Regions from separate parts of the Mus musculus genome. Here all the other regions are linked to region 1. Evidence: chromatin contacts called from public Hi-C and HiChIP or PLAC-seq data. All regions are on one chromosome and are shown on one strand. Each heading gives the region's core, a stretch centred on a gene start, on an enhancer-like site or on the middle of the called end of the contact. The rest is flanking DNA. Distances are from core to core; before and after follow the strand shown. Region 1 overlaps Srgap2 (SLIT-ROBO Rho GTPase activating protein 2). Region 2 overlaps Srgap2 (SLIT-ROBO Rho GTPase activating protein 2). Region 3 has its middle 14 kb from the start of Avpr1b.

The links. Hi-C and Micro-C count contacts between places; a contact is called where the count stands out from the background. HiChIP or PLAC-seq counts read pairs in DNA pulled down with a chosen protein or histone mark.
Region 2: a Hi-C map of bone marrow-derived macrophages shows a contact between it and region 1, with 38 read pairs. The contact joins two enhancer-like sites. A contact is called at or near these places in 4 of 39 promoter capture datasets (the C10 cell line, the HPC-7 cell line, cranial neural crest and 1 more), 1 of 15 datasets of contacts at CTCF or cohesin (large pre-B cells), 3 of 484 Hi-C or Micro-C datasets (bone marrow-derived macrophages, cerebellum and cochlea), 5 of 115 datasets of contacts at active chromatin or transcription factors (CD8 T cells, the HPC-7 cell line, embryonic basal ganglia and 2 more) and 3 of 9 other capture datasets (adipose tissue, liver and pancreatic islet).
Region 3: a contact with region 1 is called in an H3K4me3 HiChIP or PLAC-seq map of bone marrow-derived macrophages, with 4 times the contacts expected there. The contact joins two enhancer-like sites. A contact is called at or near these places in 5 of 39 promoter capture datasets (the C10 cell line, cranial neural crest, embryonic stem cells and 1 more), 1 of 484 Hi-C or Micro-C datasets (nephron progenitors), 1 of 115 datasets of contacts at active chromatin or transcription factors (bone marrow-derived macrophages) and 1 of 9 other capture datasets (adipose tissue).

The regions. Positions count from the first base shown.
Region 1 is chr1:131,359,591-131,362,290 of GRCm38.p6, reverse strand. The region is part of intron 5 of Srgap2 (SLIT-ROBO Rho GTPase activating protein 2); the gene reads left to right. All of the region lies in intron 3 of Gm51644 (a long non-coding RNA gene), which reads right to left. Among named protein-coding and RNA genes, the nearest start is that of Ikbke, 81 kb to the right of the region's middle. Within about 2 kb of position 1,305, at least 13 of the 459 cell types and tissues checked have an H3K27ac peak or open chromatin away from gene starts, as enhancers often do. A contact at or near this core is called in bone marrow-derived macrophages and liver, where this site is marked.
Region 2 is chr1:131,500,154-131,502,853 of GRCm38.p6, reverse strand. All of the region lies in intron 2 of Srgap2 (SLIT-ROBO Rho GTPase activating protein 2), which reads left to right. Among named protein-coding and RNA genes, the nearest start is that of Srgap2, 26 kb to the left of the region's middle. Within about 2 kb of position 1,278, at least 20 of the 459 cell types and tissues checked have an H3K27ac peak or open chromatin away from gene starts, as enhancers often do. A contact at or near this core is called in bone marrow-derived macrophages, where this site is marked.
Region 3 is chr1:131,612,230-131,614,929 of GRCm38.p6, reverse strand. No RefSeq gene overlaps it. Among named protein-coding and RNA genes, the nearest start is that of Avpr1b, 14 kb to the right of the region's middle. Within about 2 kb of position 1,304, at least 53 of the 459 cell types and tissues checked have an H3K27ac peak or open chromatin away from gene starts, as enhancers often do. A contact at or near this core is called in bone marrow-derived macrophages and liver, where this site is marked.

The DNA.
Region 1 (2,700 bases), core at 56-2,555:
CACCTTGTGGGATCTGGGGATCAAACTCAGGTCATTAGGCCTCTCTACTCAGCCATCTCCCAGCCCTGAGACCTCTATGCTTAGTCTTCAGACCAGTATTGGCGATGGCTTCTGTGGCCACCATGAGCCCATAGTTAATAGAGAGCATAAAGCCTAGCATCCACATGCAGAATCAGTGCGTGTGCTGCTCCCTGCTTTGAGGTGAATTATTATACTTAAGATTCATCAAGTCCCAAATAAGGCTTAGCTATTTACATCTAAATGGAAAAAGAAAAACAGAAGACACCAGGAACTTCCAGAGAGGACAGAACAGACTCTGGTACACTGAGCCTTATACATGGTGGCCTCCCCCATTCCTACAAAGTAGAATGTGTGTCAGTGTCTGCTGATGTTTTTAGTTGTCGTGACTGGAGGATCCTACAATGTACAGAACAATTTGCCGCAATAGTTATCAAGCTCCAAAAGCACGGGTGTGCTGAGCCTAGACTGCTAAATTAGACACCTGAGAATCTGTCCTGCTCTGACTACTAGATGCATGCACTTGGAAGTCATGCACTGCAAGTCAGCATGATGATAAAAGTTGGTGGGAAGTTTGTTGTTTTCCACCCAGCAATTCCCCAGAAGCAGCAGCAAGTGACATGCTCTGATACCTGTATGCCATATGGCTGACAATGATTGAGGAATTCATATTTTCAAAATATGAGACTATATAAATTTGAAGGACCAAATAAATTTGAAGATTCTGTATAGATTATTAGGAAAGTTACAGACTAGAATTAAAAGTTGTTGTTTATGTAGGGTGAGAATATCTTAGGACTGGTCTGAGATTTGGGTGACTATATATCCTTTTTGCTGATTAGCCTAGTGCTCATGAAGAGAGAGAGAGCCACATTTTATTCAATACTTGAGAAGCAGAGGCAGGTTGAGTTCAAAGTCAGTCTGTTCTACATCGTGAGTTCCAGGCCAGCCAGTGTGACACAGTGAAACCTTCTCTTAAACATCGTGAGTTCCAGGCCAGCCAGTGTGACACAGTGAAACCTTCTCTTAAACATCGTGAGTTCCAGGCCAGCCAGGGTGACACAGTGAAACCTTCTCTTAAACATCGTGAGTTCCAGACCAGCCAGGGTGACACAGTGAAACCTTCTCTTAAACATCGTGAGTTCCAGGCCAGCCAGGGTGACACAGTGAAACCTTCTCTTAAACAGTTTCCTAGGACATATTTTTAGTGCTGAATTGGTAGTCTTGAGGAGAGCAGGATGTTAGTCACCCTACATGAGATAGTGGCTTCCTCAAGCAGGAACTTGATACTACCATGTGCTGCTAGCTTTGGAAAGCTATTTGCCATATATATACTCTTTGGGCATTAGGAAGAAATACGGAGAGTTTCTTCTAAAGAGCATTTCCCTATTTGCTCTATTTAAGAAAACAGGAAAGAACTGCTTTCACTGATCCTGTCAGCAGTAGAAATCATATGTGGCCAGGCATTGGTGGTGCACACCTTTAATCTCAGCAATTGAGAGGCAGAGCCAGGCAGATTTCTGAGTTTGAGGCCAGCCTGGTCTACAGAGTGATTTCCAGGACAGCCAGGGCTACACAGAGAAACCCTGTCTCAAGGGGGAGGGGGGGAAAGAAAGAAAGAAAGAAAGAAAGAAAGAAAGAAAGAAAGAAAGAAAGAAAGAAAGAAAGGAAGGAAGGAAGGAAGGAAGGAAGGAAGGAAGGAAGGAAGGAAGGAGAGAAGAGAAGAGAAGAAAAGAAAGAAAGAAATCATGTGTGATTTGTGGGTCATTGAAAGAAGAGATGAAGACCACTGTATTTTTCAGTGGTCTTCTTGCAGTTGCCCCTAACACCCATGAATACTTCTTTTGAGGGAACCAATTACTCAAGGGTTGATCATCTAAGTACTTTTAAACTTTGATGAGCCAAGAGGCAGAGCCCAGGTAGCTCTAAATAAAGATGCCTTTGAACAAGAGATCCAGAACCCCATGATAAGTAGCCAGCTATTCCTCTGCACCTTCTTCTTCTGCCTGAAGGGGCTTTGATTTCCCTGAGTTAGCATTATGTGCCAGGGGGAGTTTCCCACAGCTGTTCTCCCAGAGAGCAATCCCAGAGATTCTTGCACATATGTATGCTGGTCCATTATCCCCCTCTCCATCACAATGAGCTGGCTAGCTTGTAAGCCATAGTAAAGTGGTTTTCATTTTCTTTCTCATGTTGTAGGAATGCCTTTGAAGTCAGAGTGCAGTACTTCCTAAAGAACTCTTGGATTGATTGTCTGCCTCAATTGTACAGAGAGGCAGTGTCTGGAAAACCCAGGAAGCCCCTACAGGAAAGAGTATATATGGAGACAGGGAAGCCACATGGATTGGCCATGAAGAGTCAAAGAAACAGTAACATGAGAGAGGGCGGGGAGAGAGATAGTGAGACACTCTGGGGCTATCTTTACTCCAGAGGTTTTATGCTTCTGTATTATCTCTGAAGATGTCTTCTTGACTTGGTGCAGCAGCTGGTTGCAGGGCTGTTTCAAATTGAAATTCAGCACCTGTTCCCTTGAATCAGTGTCAGCTAATAGTCCCCTGATACTGTTTGTCTATTTGACCCTGGCATTAGGCACTAGCCATATAAAGACAAATAAGAGTTAGTGCTAAACTCAGGACATTTGGTTTTAATATGGAGTGGGGGTGCAGCAAAATGAGGCAGCAG
Region 2 (2,700 bases), core at 29-2,528, 140 kb before region 1:
CATATACTTGATGCGTTTCAGTTGCAGTATGGTCTTAGGAGTTGCCATCTTAAGAACTGAAAGGAAACACATAGCATACTTTTCATGGCAAAGTGTGTTTGAACTCCATCAAATTGACAAATAATGTTGTTATGCAGTGTACCCTATTGGTAAATTAATTGAGGTTGTCTTCAAATTTGGTGCAGATGGAAAGATTTATTTCGTACTTCATTTGTTCCTGTCCCTGGTGTTTCGCAATGTTGGGCACTTAAAGGGTGATTATGGTATTCTGTTGGTAGTTCAAGAGTTGATAGTTTTAAGCATGACCTATAATCATTTGTATTTAGTAATAAATCAAAATACCTTGAGAATATCAAACCCATTGATTTTAGAAATGAGAATGGGAACTCAGATGTCCTTCTTACAGGTCAATTTTGGTGTTGTACTACTTTTTTTCCTCTAAGTTTGATAAATTCAGGCTTGTAAAATCAAATTTGATTGTAAAATACTATATAAAGGAAAGGCACATGTCTTCTGGGTGGCTTCCTAGCAGGGTACATTTTTTTCAGAACCTTTCCCCTCCCCCCTTTTCAAGATGACATTTTCGACTAAGTAAGAAACCATTTCCAAATTCTTTCTTGGGGGAGAAAGCTATCTCAGAAAAATATATGAAGAGGGAAAACCAGGAAGGATAGAATGTTTATAGTCACTTTTACTTCCTGGAGATGCTCCTGGTTTTGAGACAGATTCTCTCAGAGGATCCCAGGCATACCTTGGTACTCACTGTATAGCTTAGGATAAAAGGTAGGCTCCTCCTGCCTGTACTTCCCACTGTTAAGATTCAAATAGGTATTTGTTAGTGTTGACTGTAAAACATTTTTCTACAGGGAGCATTCACATTCCCAGAGTCAAGTAAGTGTTTGTAGAGCAACAGGATACAACCACAGAGGCAGCTTGTCACATATCCTCTCCACAGAGTTTAAAGAAAAATGTGAACTACTTTGTTAGCTAGCAGCCAGTGGGCTTGAGTACTTTAGGATAGATTTTTCATTTTTGTTCCTCTCTGGGCAGCTTCTTTCATTTCTGCAGGGATTATGTAATGTTGGAGTCACCCCATATCGAATGTATTCTTGGCTTGATTTGGTTTCACTGTTCTTAGGTTCCCTTTGTCTTATCTTCCAGGCTTGTCACTCTGAATGCTTAAATCATTAACAATTCATTTAAAGTCTTAGCTCTTTCCATTTTCTACCACCCTACAACCTGGGTGTGGTGGGAACCTGTACAGGCCTGCCTGGCTGGGCCACACCTGAGCTCCTTAGTATTTTGGTTGTCAAAAGGTCTTGGACTAAGCAGATTGATTGGCATGGAGAACAAGCTACTGAAAGAAAGCCCTTGTGAGGAGAGGACCACAGGATAGAGGACCATGGCCCAGAGTCAGTCTCCTGGACCTGAAGATCTGACCCTTAGCACCTAAGCTGTCTTTCCATGGAGCAGCCTTTGTTCTCTCTGCCTCTGTTTTTGTACTTGTGTTTTTCTTCTTTTAGACAATCAAAAGCACTCTTATTTCTGTCATTACATTTATTTGTTGTAGAGACAAGAATGTAAGTCCTTTCCTCCCATGGTGCTAGGATTGAACCTCAGGACCTTTACATACTAGACAGATATCTACACTGAGCTGCAGACCTGCAGGAAGTAAAGTTTTGATAGAATGACACGATGTATCACTTGCTGGGCTGTGCAGTAACAAAGATGTTCTAGTGGTCTCTGTGAAACAATAGGAACATGTAATGAGAAATGCATTCATTGGCTGATTTTTGTCATAGTGTGACTGTGGTGGACAAACCTAGATGTAGGTGTAGGTTAATTATTCACTTCTTGATGCTAAGTAAGAGGTGTGGTAAACACATAGATGTATGCATCTGCTGCTACTAGTGATACAACATGCTGTTTTACAAGAAGTTTATTTTTACATAAATAATATATTCTAACATAAAAGTATAGCTTAGAAGATGACAAGCAAAATAATTGTTGTCATTATCAAGTATTATATATGTGGATAATTATATGTGCTGTACTTTTATATGGATATGATTGGCGATGCAGTGGGTTTGTTGACACAGCATCACCACAAACATGTGAGTAAAGTGTTAAGCTATGTGGTAATACAAAGGCCACAATATCATTAGGAGACATAAATAGTTGAGCTCCAGTATAATAGACATATATAGTCCATTGTGGTCCAAACTGTGGTTATAAGGCATATAACTATTAGATGTGTGTGTACATACATGTGTATGAGCACAAATCCATCCATCTTTTATTCCAGAGATAGTTTTAATCTGCATCTAATCTTCCTCCTCTTCCCCCCCCCCCCCCCAGATAGGGTTTCTCTTGTAGCCTTGGCTGTCCTGTAACTCACTCCATAGACCATGTTGTCCTCAAACTCAAGAGATCCTCCTGTTCCTGTTGGCTCCTGTTGGGATTAAAGCCACCACCTCCTTCTTCTTTTTAACACAGGTTTGATCTTTACAAATACACATTATCATTAGTATGTGACATCTTAGTGTCTTTTAATAGAGAACTTCAAGTACCAGTGTTTTTATATACTGAGTTGTTTTGTTCTTGAGACAGGGTCTCACTCTGTAGCCCTGGCTGGCCTAAAACTTGCCATTTAGACCAAGTTGGCCTTGAACTCAGATCTATTAAACACTGCATTGCTTC
Region 3 (2,700 bases), core at 55-2,554, 250 kb before region 1:
TTGCTGGACAATGTCCATGTCCGAGCCAGGAGGGAGTGGGATGGGACAAGATTTCATCACACCGTTGAGCTTGTGTACCTATTTTGGTTAATGTTCTCAGCTCCAGTTGGCTGTAACTGACACCAAGGAAAGCGAGGCTGTAGACCACAGAGAATGACTGTAAACTCCAGTCACCAGATGCCACCCCACCAGCAATCAAAAAGCTTTTGTTTGTGATGGTCCCATGAACTTAGAGGATCCGTTCCCTTGGGGAGCTATCATGCTGTTCCCCTTGGTCTCCTCCGCTGGGGGAAGCACTGGATAAAAATTTCCCCAACTTGTGTGATAATAAGATGTAGAAAAATGGATGTGCTTTAGCAGCCAGTTGATTGTGTGTCTGGAAAGACAAACGTCAGCAAACAAGGCCCACCTTATCTGGGGGGGGGGGGGTCGAACAAGGCTTGTTCTGAAGGAGCAAGCGTGCAAATGCTACCTCAGAGCTACAGCAGGATTCCACCACCATGCCACTAGTGAGCTGGACGCACCGGGTGAGAGGTGTGTTTAGTGGATCTGCTCCTTGGATCAATATAGATTTCAGGGTTCCGCGAGATCAGAGAGAGGCAGTAAACTGACCCTGCCTCATCTGGTTTTGGAGTCCCCGGACCCCTCCCTCCCTCCAACAGTCCTGCATGTGTCTCCGGTTTTTCCAGCACATTCCCCACGCGTAACCCTTCCACAGCAACAGAAGTCTCTTAGATGTTGTCTTTGTCAGATGCACCTTGTGACCTGTAGAAGGAAGTCAATGAGAAGCCAACACTCTTAAGGCTGTCTTTCCCAGTCCCCCAACCCAGCTGGGATTCATAGTTGCCTCAGGCTGTCCTGAGTAGGGGTGAGGTGCTGAGTAGGAGCTTTAACCTGATTTATTTACTTATTATTATTTATTTGCTTTTTTTAAATGGTATTTTGGGAGAGGGTTTCTCTGTGTAGCCCTGGCTGTAGACCAGGCTGGTCTCAAACTTGTCTGCCTCTGCATCCTCAGTGCTGGGATTAGGGGCTCATGTTACCATCGCCCGACTTCAACCCAACCTGATTCTTTTTTTTCTTTTTTTTCTTTTTTTCCTTCGCTCGCGCACGCGCGTGCACGCGCATGTATACTCACCTCTCATGCAATATATCCGGACCGCAGTTTCCCCTCCCTCTACTCCTCCCAGTTCCCCAAACACACACCTACGCTTTCATGCAGATCCACTGCCCTTCAGAAAAGAACAGGCCTCCCAGGAATATCAATGGAGCACAGTGTATCTAGTTAGTTACTGTAAGGCTAGGCACCTAGCCCAGCCCAGCCCAGCCCAGCTTGGGTGTGGGAGTGGGGAGGTGACATACACAACACTCAGGACCTGCTACTCTGGCTCCACACTGCCACCTTGTGGTTGCAGACCTGGTACCTTCATGACTTTTTTTTTTTTTTTTTGAGACAGCGTTTCTCTATGTAATCCAGGCTGTCCTGGAACTCGCTCTGTAGATCAGGCTGGCCCGGAATTCACAGAGATCTGCTTGCTTCTGCCTCCTGAGTTCTGGGATTAAAGGGTGAGCCACCACCGCCTGGCTACCTTCAGTACTTTGTCAGTGAGCTGCTTGCTTAGAAAAAAAAAAAATCATGTTTTAATTGTATATTGTGAAGCCCATTGTCAGTGCTCATAAGAAATAAATATGGCCAGAATGACCCTAGGTATTAAAGAGTCATATTGGTTCATTTCAACCAGGACTTTGAGGTTCTGGACCCAGAAGAGAACTGTGGCAGCCTGGGCTGTGTTAATAGTCACTTGGTAGACCAAAGACATATTTACATACAAAACACAAGATAGCCACCTGGAAAATCAATAGCTGGTTTTAATAACTTAAAAATCCATCCCAAGGAATCTCCACAATTACCTGCTCAGCTTCCCACATACCCGTATCCATTCTTCCCTCCCTGTACCTGGTGTTCTATTCCTGCCTGGGCTGCCTGTACCTGGTGTTCTAGTCGTGCCTGGGCTGCCGTTTCTGGTTTCATTTTAGAAGGCAGGCTCTCACTATGTGAGCTAGCACTTTCTCTTGTGACTTGCACAAGGAGAATGTACTTGTTTAGGGATCTGGGCCCCAGCTGTCCCTTCCACGAGAGACTGCACTGACTGACTGTTTTTCTGAAAGCAGGTTCTACCACTACACCCATTTGGGGTTTGTTTACTTTTGCAACACTAGGGTCAGGGGTTAAACCTAGGATTTGGTTTGCTTGATAAGGGATTGCTCTGCACTGAGCTATGCCTCCAGCTCTTTTCTTTTTTTTTCTTCTTTTTTTCTTTTTAGACAGGGTCTTGCTAAAACATCCAATCTGGTCTTGAATTTGCCTTGTAGCACGGGAGGCAGCTCTTGCATTTAGAAGCCTCCAGCCTTAGTCTGCTGGGGAGCTGAGTCTGTGGATGCAGGCTCAGACTTCCTGTGTAGATTTTAAGGTACTGGAGTAATGAACTTTACAATCCACAGGATATGCATGTGTGTGTGTCCACATATATCCATATCTCCCACACAGAGCAGCATGACTCAGTTTATCCTGGGGTTAGGGCTCAGAAATGGCTTTGGTTCCCTTCCCATCCCACAGATCCCACATGCTTGTACTCCATACAAGGCAGAAGAGAGGTGGTTAGATGCATGGGACTGCCTTGGCAACAGAAGACACAGGAC